Regions from separate parts of the Sus scrofa genome. Here region 1 is linked to region 2. A link is a contact called in public Hi-C data. All regions are on one chromosome and are shown on one strand. The core of a region is the stretch at or near the end of the contact, and the rest is flanking DNA. Distances in the headings are between cores, read along the strand shown.

Region 1 (4,838 bases), core at 987-3,486, 86 kb before region 2:
CCTACAGGTCCTGGGCTCCACTGCTGTTTCCAATCATCCCATTTAGTCCTCATTACATTTTCCAGATGGGGAAACAGGCCCCAGGTGGACCAGTGCCTTGCCTGAGGTCACCCAGCTAGCAAGGGGATAGCTGAGGACGGGAAGCCAGAACTGGGCGCCACTCAGAGCTGGCCTAGGGCCTGGGGGTAGCCAAGAGGGGGAGGAGGGCTTGGGGGAGGCCACCCCACCCAGGAAATGCCGAGACCGCAGCAGCCTGTCCCTGGCCTGAGGCTGGCCTGGGCGGCCACGGTGGAGATGGCTTTCCCTTCCCAAGGGCGCTGCTGACTCGGGTGCCCTCCTGCCCCCTCACCTCTAGGCTAGGTGTGGGCCCGAGATTACCCAGACCTCGTGTTCATGCCCTTGCCTGGGCTCTCTGAGCCCGTTCCTTGCTGCGAACGACGAGCAGGCCCTGCTGCCCGAGGTGATCACAGGCCCGGGGCCCCCTAGGTTGTGAGCTGGGGATGTGCTGTGGGGGAGGCAGGACGGCTTCCTGCCTGGTCCCTTGGTCCCCTTTCAAAGACAGAAATGGAGACTGAGCAAGGGCAGAGACTTGCCAGGGTGATGGAGGCGCAGAGGTCAAACCGCAATTAGCCAGAACTCACAAGAGTTGACTCGAATGTGGCACTTCCTGGCTGCCTGGTCTGAGGGCTTTGTAAGTACTAATTTACTGACTAATTTATTTCACCTTCACAGCGACCCTTGGAGGCAGGTACCGGTGTCATCCACATGTTTACAGATGAAGACACTGAGGCACAGAGAGCTCAAGGACCTTGCTCCAGGCTGCACAGCCGCTAAAGTCGATGCGAAGCAACAACTTCCTAACACTTCCCTGTGTGAGGCCTTCATTGGGCAAATGAGGCCCTGGGCTCAGGCCCTGCCACTCAGCCATGGGGGGGCAGGGCAGGGCAGGGACCAGAACCCAGGGCTCAGAGTGGGGCCTCCGGTGCTGGGTGTGCAGTGGGCCATGGCCCGAGGGGCCTGACCCCTCTCAGGGCAGCCAGCTCTGCCCCCTGCCTGTACCCACCTGTCTTAGCTTCCGCCTTCATCAGCTGAAACCAGGAAAGGGTTTTGAATGGCGCCTGCCACTCGCAGACACTCTTGTGCCCTGTTAACATCTTTGCTCCTCTCGCCCCCTGCTTCCCACTTGCCCTCTTCCAGATCCAGCTCCAACCCCAGGGAAGGGCTGAGCAGGGCTGGCGTGGGTGGAGGGGTGCAGCCAAGCCCGTGGCTTGGCAGCTGCCTGGGGTCACAAGCCAGGCACTCCGCCCTTCACACAGCTAGGGGGGTCTGGGCCTGGTCTACAGGCCCCACCTAAGCTTCTGGGACCCTGAGCCTCGGGCAGCCTATTCTCAGCCTTGAAAAGAAAGGTTCAGTCTCCAGGCCACTGTCCAGATGAGACAAGGAGGCCTGGACGTTGGATGGGAACAGCCCGATCGTCATTCTGAGTGGAGGCAGTGCAGCTTTCTCTACACAGCCGAGGAGGCCCTCCCTGCTCGTCGGAGAAGCCGAGATGCCATCTCAGGAGCGTCCCGAGTGCCAGCTCCTGAGGAAGGGGCTCTTTTCTCCACCGCATCTCTGTCTCTTGAGCTGATGGCGCTCCTGAGAATCCTCCGTGCGGCCACTAGAGCTTTTTACTTTGGGTCCTGAAGGATGTGTAGGAGTGCCCCAGAGGCTGGGGGCAGAGGAGGGCATTTCCGACCAACCACCCAGCCGACCGGGAGCATGGCGTGGACGGTGCTCTGGCACACTGGGGGATGGGCCAAGGGGTGTCCTGCGAAAGTGGCCAAACGTAACACGACTATGCAATCACTGTGTTCGCCCCGGTCAGAACTCTCCTGGCTTTTGGGACGGAGATGCCTCATGACCTGAGTGTGCGCGTTGTTTGCTCGTCGCAGGAAGAGACTGGCCTCCAGTGAGCCAGGGAGGGGGGCGGGGGGGAAACACGCCTTGCCTTTCCAAGGCTTTTCCCCAGCCGCCCACGCTGGAGCCCCGCTCACGGACTACGAGTCCCGGCAGGCCCCGCTCCCGCGGCGCATGCGCGATGGGCATGCTCGCGGGCGCCCACTGGGCGACCGGCAGGGGCGGGCCGGGCGGGCCGCGCGCCGCCCATTGGCCGGACAGCGCGTCCGTCGGGCGGGCCCGCCCCCGAGCAGGCCCCGCCCCGCCGCGCCCGCGCCTGGCGCCCGCCCGCCCGCGCCTCAGGACCGGCGGGGCCGCGCGGCGCATCCTGCGGGCGGCGGCGGGCGGCCGGGCGCAAGATGATGAAGTTTCGGTTCCGCAGGCAGGGCGCCGACCCGCAGCGCGAGAAGCTCAAGCAGGAGCTCTTCGCCTTCCACAAGGTGCGACGGCGGGCCGGGGGTGGGGGCCGGGCCGGAGCCACGTCGGGCCGGGGGAGGGGGCGCACGCCGGCCGGGCCGCCCGGCTCCGCTGGAACCGCGCGCCAGCCTCCCTCCATCCCTGCCCTCCGCTCCCCTGATTCTGTCTCCGCGTCTCGAACTCCGCCGGCCTCTTCCTGCGGGCCTCTCCGCCTCCGTGTGTCTCTTGGCGGCTCTCAACTCTGGCTCCGGCTCCACTTACTGTCTATCTCTTTCTCTGGGGGCCCCTCGGCGCCCCTGCTTAGTTAGCCCTCGGGCCAGTTTGTTTTGCTTTCGCCCCCAGGCCGGTGGGGAGGGGCGCGGAGTGGAGGCAGATGCTGGGGGGTGGGGCTGGGAAATCCCTTCCCGGTTCCTCTCCTCCCTTCCCCCACCGCCCTGGGCTCTGCCCCCAGCCCTGCCCCGCCGGGGGCTCCCGGGGGGGATGCCTGGCCGTGTAGCCAAGTGCAGTTCAACTCGTGGGGCCTCAGTTTCCCTTGCTCGGAGATAGAGCCCCTGTCTTCCCTGCTGTGGGCTCCGTGTCACACGGGCCATCCGGCCCACTGCTTCTCCTGGAGCCCAGGCGGAGGGGGGGGGAGGGCCGGGCCGCTCCTTCCTTTCTTTCCTGGGTAGGGCAAGAGGGGCCGCCGAAAGGGGCTGCCTTCGGCCCCGCCTCCCCTGCGCTAGTGTGTGCTGGAGAGAGGCCTGCCCCTCGCCAACTCCCCCAGGGCTGTGACTTGTGGCCTGGGTATTACACCCAAGCCCTCTGGTCGCCCAGCCCCTACCCAGGCTCTTGGGGCTGGTAACACACAGGTGAGACAACTGAGGCTGAGAGAGGGCCGGCCACCTGCCCAAAGTCAGAGTAAGCGGAGGCACTCAGTCTTTGCCTGGCCTCGTCAGTGGGATTTGACGTAGCCTGGAGGGACAGGGACTTTGGGAGGGCCTCCTGTGGTCCTGAGCCAGCTTCGAGGAGACTCTTGTCCAGGTGACGCTCTGGGATGGCTGGTCCTGGAGCGGCCGGGGCAGAACGTCTCTGGGCCAGGCAGGGTTTCCCAGGTGGTGGAAGCGGGGGCCAGGACCCTCAGACTTCAAGGTCCAGGGGTCCAGAGCGGGGGCTGGTGCCCAGGGGCTCCTGGATGGCCCCCTTCCCTTGCTGAGTGGCCGTGCGGGTGTGTGGACAGGGATGGCGTTTGGGCAGGTGTTGTGCTAAGGTGTCACTTCCTCGGCACGTGAGGTGGGGTGTGAAGTGGGGACCTGAGGCAGCTGCGGGGAGGGGGAAGGCTTGCTCCCCCTGGCTGGGCCCCTGGTTGGCAGAAGCTGCGGTCTCCCTGCTAAGGAGGGTGAGGCCCCATTTTGACTGGGCAGCAGTGGTGGGAGGGGCATGATCTTGGGCAGGGGGCTTGGTCACTAGAGGGTGTGGCGGCTGATGCCTAGAAGATGGGCTCCAGGAGTTCCTGCTTTGGCGCAATCAGAGGGGCAGCGTCCCTGCAGCACCAGCATGCAGGTTCAGGCCCCGGCTCAGCACCGTGGCTTAAGGGTCTGGCGTTGCCACAGCTGTGGCAAAGGTTGCAGCTGCCGCTTGGCTCTGATCACTGGCTCAGGAGCTCCGTGGACCCCAGGGAGGCTAAAGAAGGAAACAAAAAAGAAAGAACATAGGCCCCAGATTCCCGAGGGGTCGGGGAAGCGGGGAACGGGGGGCAGGAGTGAGCCCGGACTTGGGACCCAGACTTGGGTGCACATCCCGGCCCTGCCCCCCGTTGCATGTGGCACGTCCACATGTTTGTCATTTTAACAAATTCTCACTCCGGCGAAGACGGTGGGAAGCCGGCAGGAGAGAGGGAACTAGGCAGCGTGCTTCGGGGGTGGCTCCAAGGGTGAGCTCAGGCAGGTGAGGGCGTGGTTGGGGGGCGACAGGGACGCTGGGTGGAAGGCATCCAGGCAGAGGCCCGCGGATGCGGGGGCTGGGAGTGCATGGCCACCAAGTGACCCGTGGGGCAGGGAGGGGCCCGAGGGCCAGGACTTGGCTTTGACTGGAAGTGAGCTGGGAGCCCCGGGGGGGTCCTGAGCGGAGGAGCGGCAGCCAGACACGGCCGGCCGGGTCCACTGTGGGCATGGCAGTGCCACACATCCCCGCCTTGGCAAGTGGGCCACTGTCCTCAGGTGGGCTTGCGGCCCCTAGTGCCCAGATGGAAGCTGAGGCTTGGACCGGGCAGTGACCCACCCAGGGGGCTTGCGCAGGCGGTGAAGGACTGCGAGCAGTTGTGTTCCCACCTCGCTGTGGAGGTCGGGCTGGGGGCCCAGGGGCGCAGGCTTTCTGGGGAGGGCCCCCTGGCAGGCCTCGGGGTTGAGTAGGGCTTCCGTGGATGGGGGGGTGGGGGGTGCACCCGCTGCGGAGCCAGTCCCCAGTGCATAAGCCCCCTGCCCGCCATGCCCACTGTGGTGGGGTGA
Region 2 (4,502 bases), core at 206-2,705:
TCCCTGCCATCAGGCTGCCTCTGCCTCTGCCTCTCTTTCTTCCCTAGTCAGCAACACTTTAAAAAAAAAAAAAAAAAAAAAGGAACTTGAAACGCCACTGTTATCACTTCCTGTGTTGCCGTGTAAAAGTGTGTTAAAGATACAAAGCAGACACCCTCTTCCAGGCGGATGACAGACTGGACTTAACCTTCCCAGATAAACAACCAAGAAACGGGGCAAAACTTCTCCAAGAGGGGTTCCTGTGGGGGCACAGCAGAAACGCACCCGACCAGGAACCATGAGGTTGTGGGTTCGATCCCTGGCCTCGCTCAGTGGGTTAAGGATCCAGCGTTGGCATGAGCTGCGGTGTCGGTCACAGACGCAGCTTGGGGATGGCATTGCTGTGGCTGTGGCGCAGGCCAGCAGCTGTCGTTCCAATTCAACCCCTAGCCTGGGAACATCCATATGCTGCGATCCTAAAAAGCAAAAAAAAAAAAAAAAATCAGCAAAACAAACAAAAACAACCTTATCCAAGAGCTCCTTGCAGACTTGACACAAGCAGCACAGGGCCCAGACTTGTGAGGAAGGGGAGGGCAACCCAGATTTACTTTATTCGAGACTGTTAAGAGGATGAAGAGGTAAAGCTACATAGCAGGAGAACATATTTGCAAACCGTGTGTCTGAAAAAGTATTCACATCAAGATTACATAAAATTCAACAGGAGGAGTGCCCGTCGTGGCTCAGCGGAGGCGAATCCGACTAGGAACAATGAGATGGAGAGTTCCATCTCTGGCCTCACTCAGTGGGTTAACAATCCGGCGTTGCTGCGAACTGTGGTGTAGGTCGCAGATGTGGCTTGGATCCTGCATTGCTGTGTCTGTGGCGTAGGCTGTCAGAAGTAGCGCTGATTCAACCCCTAGCCTGGGAACCTCCATAGGCCACAGGTGCAGCCCTAAAAAGCAAAAAAAAAAAAAAAAAAAAAAAAAAAAAAAGGAGGGGGGGACTGATAGATTCAAAGAAGAAACTAGTGAGAAGAGGGAAGGGTAGGGCGTTAAGAGATGCAACCTGCTATGTATAAAATACATCAGCTGCAAGGATATATTGTATGGCACAGGAATATAACCAGTATTTTATAATAACTGTAAGTGCAGTATAACCTGTAAAAATCGTGGATCACTCCCAGGTACCCCGAAACCTGCAACATTGTATGTCCACTGAAGCTCACTTGAAAGGGTTCTTCTTACCTTAGGTCTCAGCCACGTCAGCACACACCTCGTCTCTTTCCGTACTGAGGGGAGAACGTTCCCCTTCTTGCTTAAAGGCAGCCCCGCCGGTCTCCCCCCTTGGCAAGTCCCCACTGCCCGCGCCACGGCACCTGCACCTTCGGACAATTATTCAGCAGAACAGGGGTCCCTTGAGCACAAGCTCTGCAACGCTGCCGCAGCTGATCTGATAACAGACGGGGCAACTCGGCCCCGAACAGGTGGACGGAGCCAGACAAACGGATCATTCATGGCCCCGGGCGAGATGGCGCGAGACTTCTCTGTGCCGCTCAGAGCGACAGGCCACGTGAAACCATGCCTTGTTTCTCCCCGCAGCCTTCCAGTCCCGACGTTAGGGCCGCTGGGGCTGCCATGGAGAGGAAAACCCTGGACACGAGAAGCCACTGCTTGTGACTCCAGACACGTGCTAAAAGGACTTAGAAATAGACACTATTTAGTTTTATTTATCTATTTTAGTTCATGTTATTTCTTTTTCCACGGCCCCCAGGGCGCATGGAAACTCCCAGGCTGGAGATGGAATCCAAGCTGGAGCCGTGAGCTACACCCCAACGGCAGCAATGCTGGATCCTTAACCCACGGCACCAGGCTGGGGATGGCACCCGCTCAGAGACCAGCCAGATCATTAACCCAGTGTGCCCCAGCAGGAGCTGCTACACGCATTGTATACATTTCCTGAGTTTGATACCGTAGGATAGTTAGGAAAGACGTAGGCGCGGGGCAAATTGGGTAAAGGACTCACAGGCCCTCTCTGCACTATCTAATTTCATCATTATTTTGAAACAAACTTTTTTTTTTTTTTTTTTGGTCTTTTTAGAGCCATATGCACGGCCTACAGAAATTCCCAGGGTAGGAGTCGAACTGGAGCTGGAGCTTCCGGCCTACACCACAGCTACAGCAATGCCAGATCTGAGCTGCGTCTGCAACCTGCACCACAGCTCCCAGCAGCGCTGGATCCTGAACCCACTGAGGGAGGCCAGGGATCGAACCTGCGACCTCATGGATACTAGCCAGGTATGTTGCCACTGAGCCACGACAAGAACTCCTGAGATAAACTATTTCTAAAAGCCTCCAAGAGATCAAACATGAGTTTGACCACAAGTAACTGCTGAGCAGAGCAAAGTCCAACACCCTTTAAAGGGGACCACAAAGTTCAAATACTCAGCAAATCACATCCCATGTCCTGTGTTCAATGAAAAATTAGTAAGCGTGCCAAGAAGCCGAAAAATGGGCCCCACAAAAGGAAAAATCATCAATAATAGAAACAGGCAGAGATGACAGAGGTGCGGAAACTAGCACACTAGGATATTAATTCCACTTTCTTTTCTTTTTCTTTTTCTTTTTTTTTCTTTTTAGGACCACACCCAAGGCATATGGAGGTTCCCAGGTTAGGGGTATAATCAGAGCTACAGCCGCCGGCCTACACCACAGCCACAGCTACGCCGGATCCTTCAGCCACTGAGCAAGGCCAGGGATTGAACCCACAACCCCATGGTTCCAAGTCAGATTCACTTCTGCTGCGCCATGACGGGAACTCCTAATCCAACTTTTATAATTGCGCTCAACCATGTAAAGGAGAAGAGAAGGAAACGCAATCAAAGCTGCGGAGAAATCAAGACGAATGAACCTCTAGCCAGAATAAGCAAGAAAATAAGAGAGAAGGAGTTCCCATCGTGGCGCAGTGGTTAACGAATCTAACTAGGAACCATGAGGTTGCGGGTTCGATCCCTGGCCTTGCTCAGTGGGTTAACGATCCGGCGTTGCCGTGAGCTGTGGTGTAGGTCGCAGACGTGGTTCGGATCCCGCGTTGCTGTGGCTCTGGCGTAGGCCGGCAGCTACAGCTCCGATTCGACCCCTAGCCTGGGAACCTCCATATGTCGCAGGAGTGGCCCTAGAAAAGTCAAAAAGACCAAAAAAAAAAAAAAAAAAAAGAGAGAGAAGACACAAATTACCAATAGCAGGAATGGCAAAAGGAGCTATCAGTATAAATCAAGCAAGCATTAAACAATAATAAGGGAGTTGAAATGAAACGGACAAATTCCTTGAAGGACACAAATGACCAAAAACGACTTAAGAAGAAATAGAAATTATGAAGTTTCATATCAAGTAAAGAACTTGAATTTATGTATTTTTGTCTCTCTATTTTTCTAAAGGGCCACCCTCCACGGCATATAGAGGTTTCCAGGTTAGGGGTCTAGTTGGAGCTGCAGCTGCCGGCCTACACAACAGGCATACCGAGCCGCCTCTGCGACCTACACCACAGCTCACAGCAACGCTGGATCCTTAACCTGCTGAGCAAGATCAGGGTTCAAACCTGCGTCCTCATGGGATACTAGTCAGATGTGTTTCTGCTGAGCCACAATGGGAACTCCTCGAATTTATATATTTTTAAAGTTCCCATTGAGAAAACTCCAAACCCAGATACTTTTCCTATCTAGCAAACATTTACGAAAGAAAGAATTCCAGGCAAAGTCTTTCGGAAAAACAGAGAAGCGGTAAACACCTTCCAACACAGTTTATGATTCCACGTTCCACCTCTTTGCAGAAATTAGGCAAAAGTTACTAGAAGAAAACTACTGTATTGCATAAGCCTTGTATTTCTGGGATTAACCCCACTTAGTCAAGTGTATTTTCATTTTTATATATTTCTTGATTTGAGTTGTTAATATTTTTTCCCTCTTCTTTTCTTTTTAAGACAGCACCTGCAGCATATGGAGGTTCCTGGGCTAGGGGTCGAATCAGAGCTGCAGCTGCCAGCCCATGCCACAGCCACAGCCACACCCAATTGGAGCCGCATCGGGCGCCTACGTCACAGCTTTCGGCAAGGCCACATCCTTGACCCACTGATCGAGGCCAAGGATCCACCTGCATCCTCACACACACTGCCAGGTTCTTAGCATTTTGTGCGGAGCTACAACGGGAACACCTGTATTTGTGTTATGGTAAGGATTTTTGCGTCTGTTCACGAGTGATATGAGTGACAGTGCTGTGTAGTTTTCTTCTAATACTTTTTGTGTCTTTTAAGGAATGTTCCATGTGTTATGGACATGTATGTGCATGTATTACGATGATCAAAATATTGACAAATCAAATCCAGCAATATATAAAAATGAAAGTGCGTTTGACTAAATGTTTATCCTCGATATCCACGGTTTAGCCAACATTTGAAAATCAGTCAATGCCGGTTCCCACGTTAATAGAATAAAAGTGGGGAAAAGGATTATTGTAATACTTGCGGAAAAA

Evidence for each region. A called contact is a pair of places that touch in the nucleus more often than the background predicts.
Region 1: a contact with region 2 is called in a Hi-C map of subcutaneous adipose tissue, with 1.9 times the contacts expected there. The contact joins the promoter of LLGL1 here to the promoter of SHMT1 in region 2. A contact is called at or near these places in 5 of 47 Hi-C or Micro-C datasets (blood, embryonic fibroblasts, mesenteric adipose tissue and 2 more) and 2 of 2 datasets of contacts at active chromatin or transcription factors (alveolar macrophages and skeletal muscle).

Annotation. Positions count from the first base shown.
Region 1 is chr12:60,497,821-60,502,658 of Sscrofa11.1, reverse strand. It overlaps LLGL1 (lethal(2) giant larvae protein homolog 1), which reads left to right and starts at 2,236. Exons shown (of 24, transcript XM_021067985.1): 1 at 2,236-2,378. The coding sequence starts at 2,298. It overlaps LOC110256131 (a long non-coding RNA gene), which reads left to right. Exons shown (of 2, transcript XR_002337407.1): 1 at 1-460; 2 at 733-1,355.
Region 2 is chr12:60,411,374-60,415,875 of Sscrofa11.1, reverse strand. It overlaps SHMT1 (serine hydroxymethyltransferase, cytosolic), which reads right to left and starts at 1,455. Exons shown (of 15, transcript XM_021067992.1): 1 at 1,224-1,455; 2 at 1-56.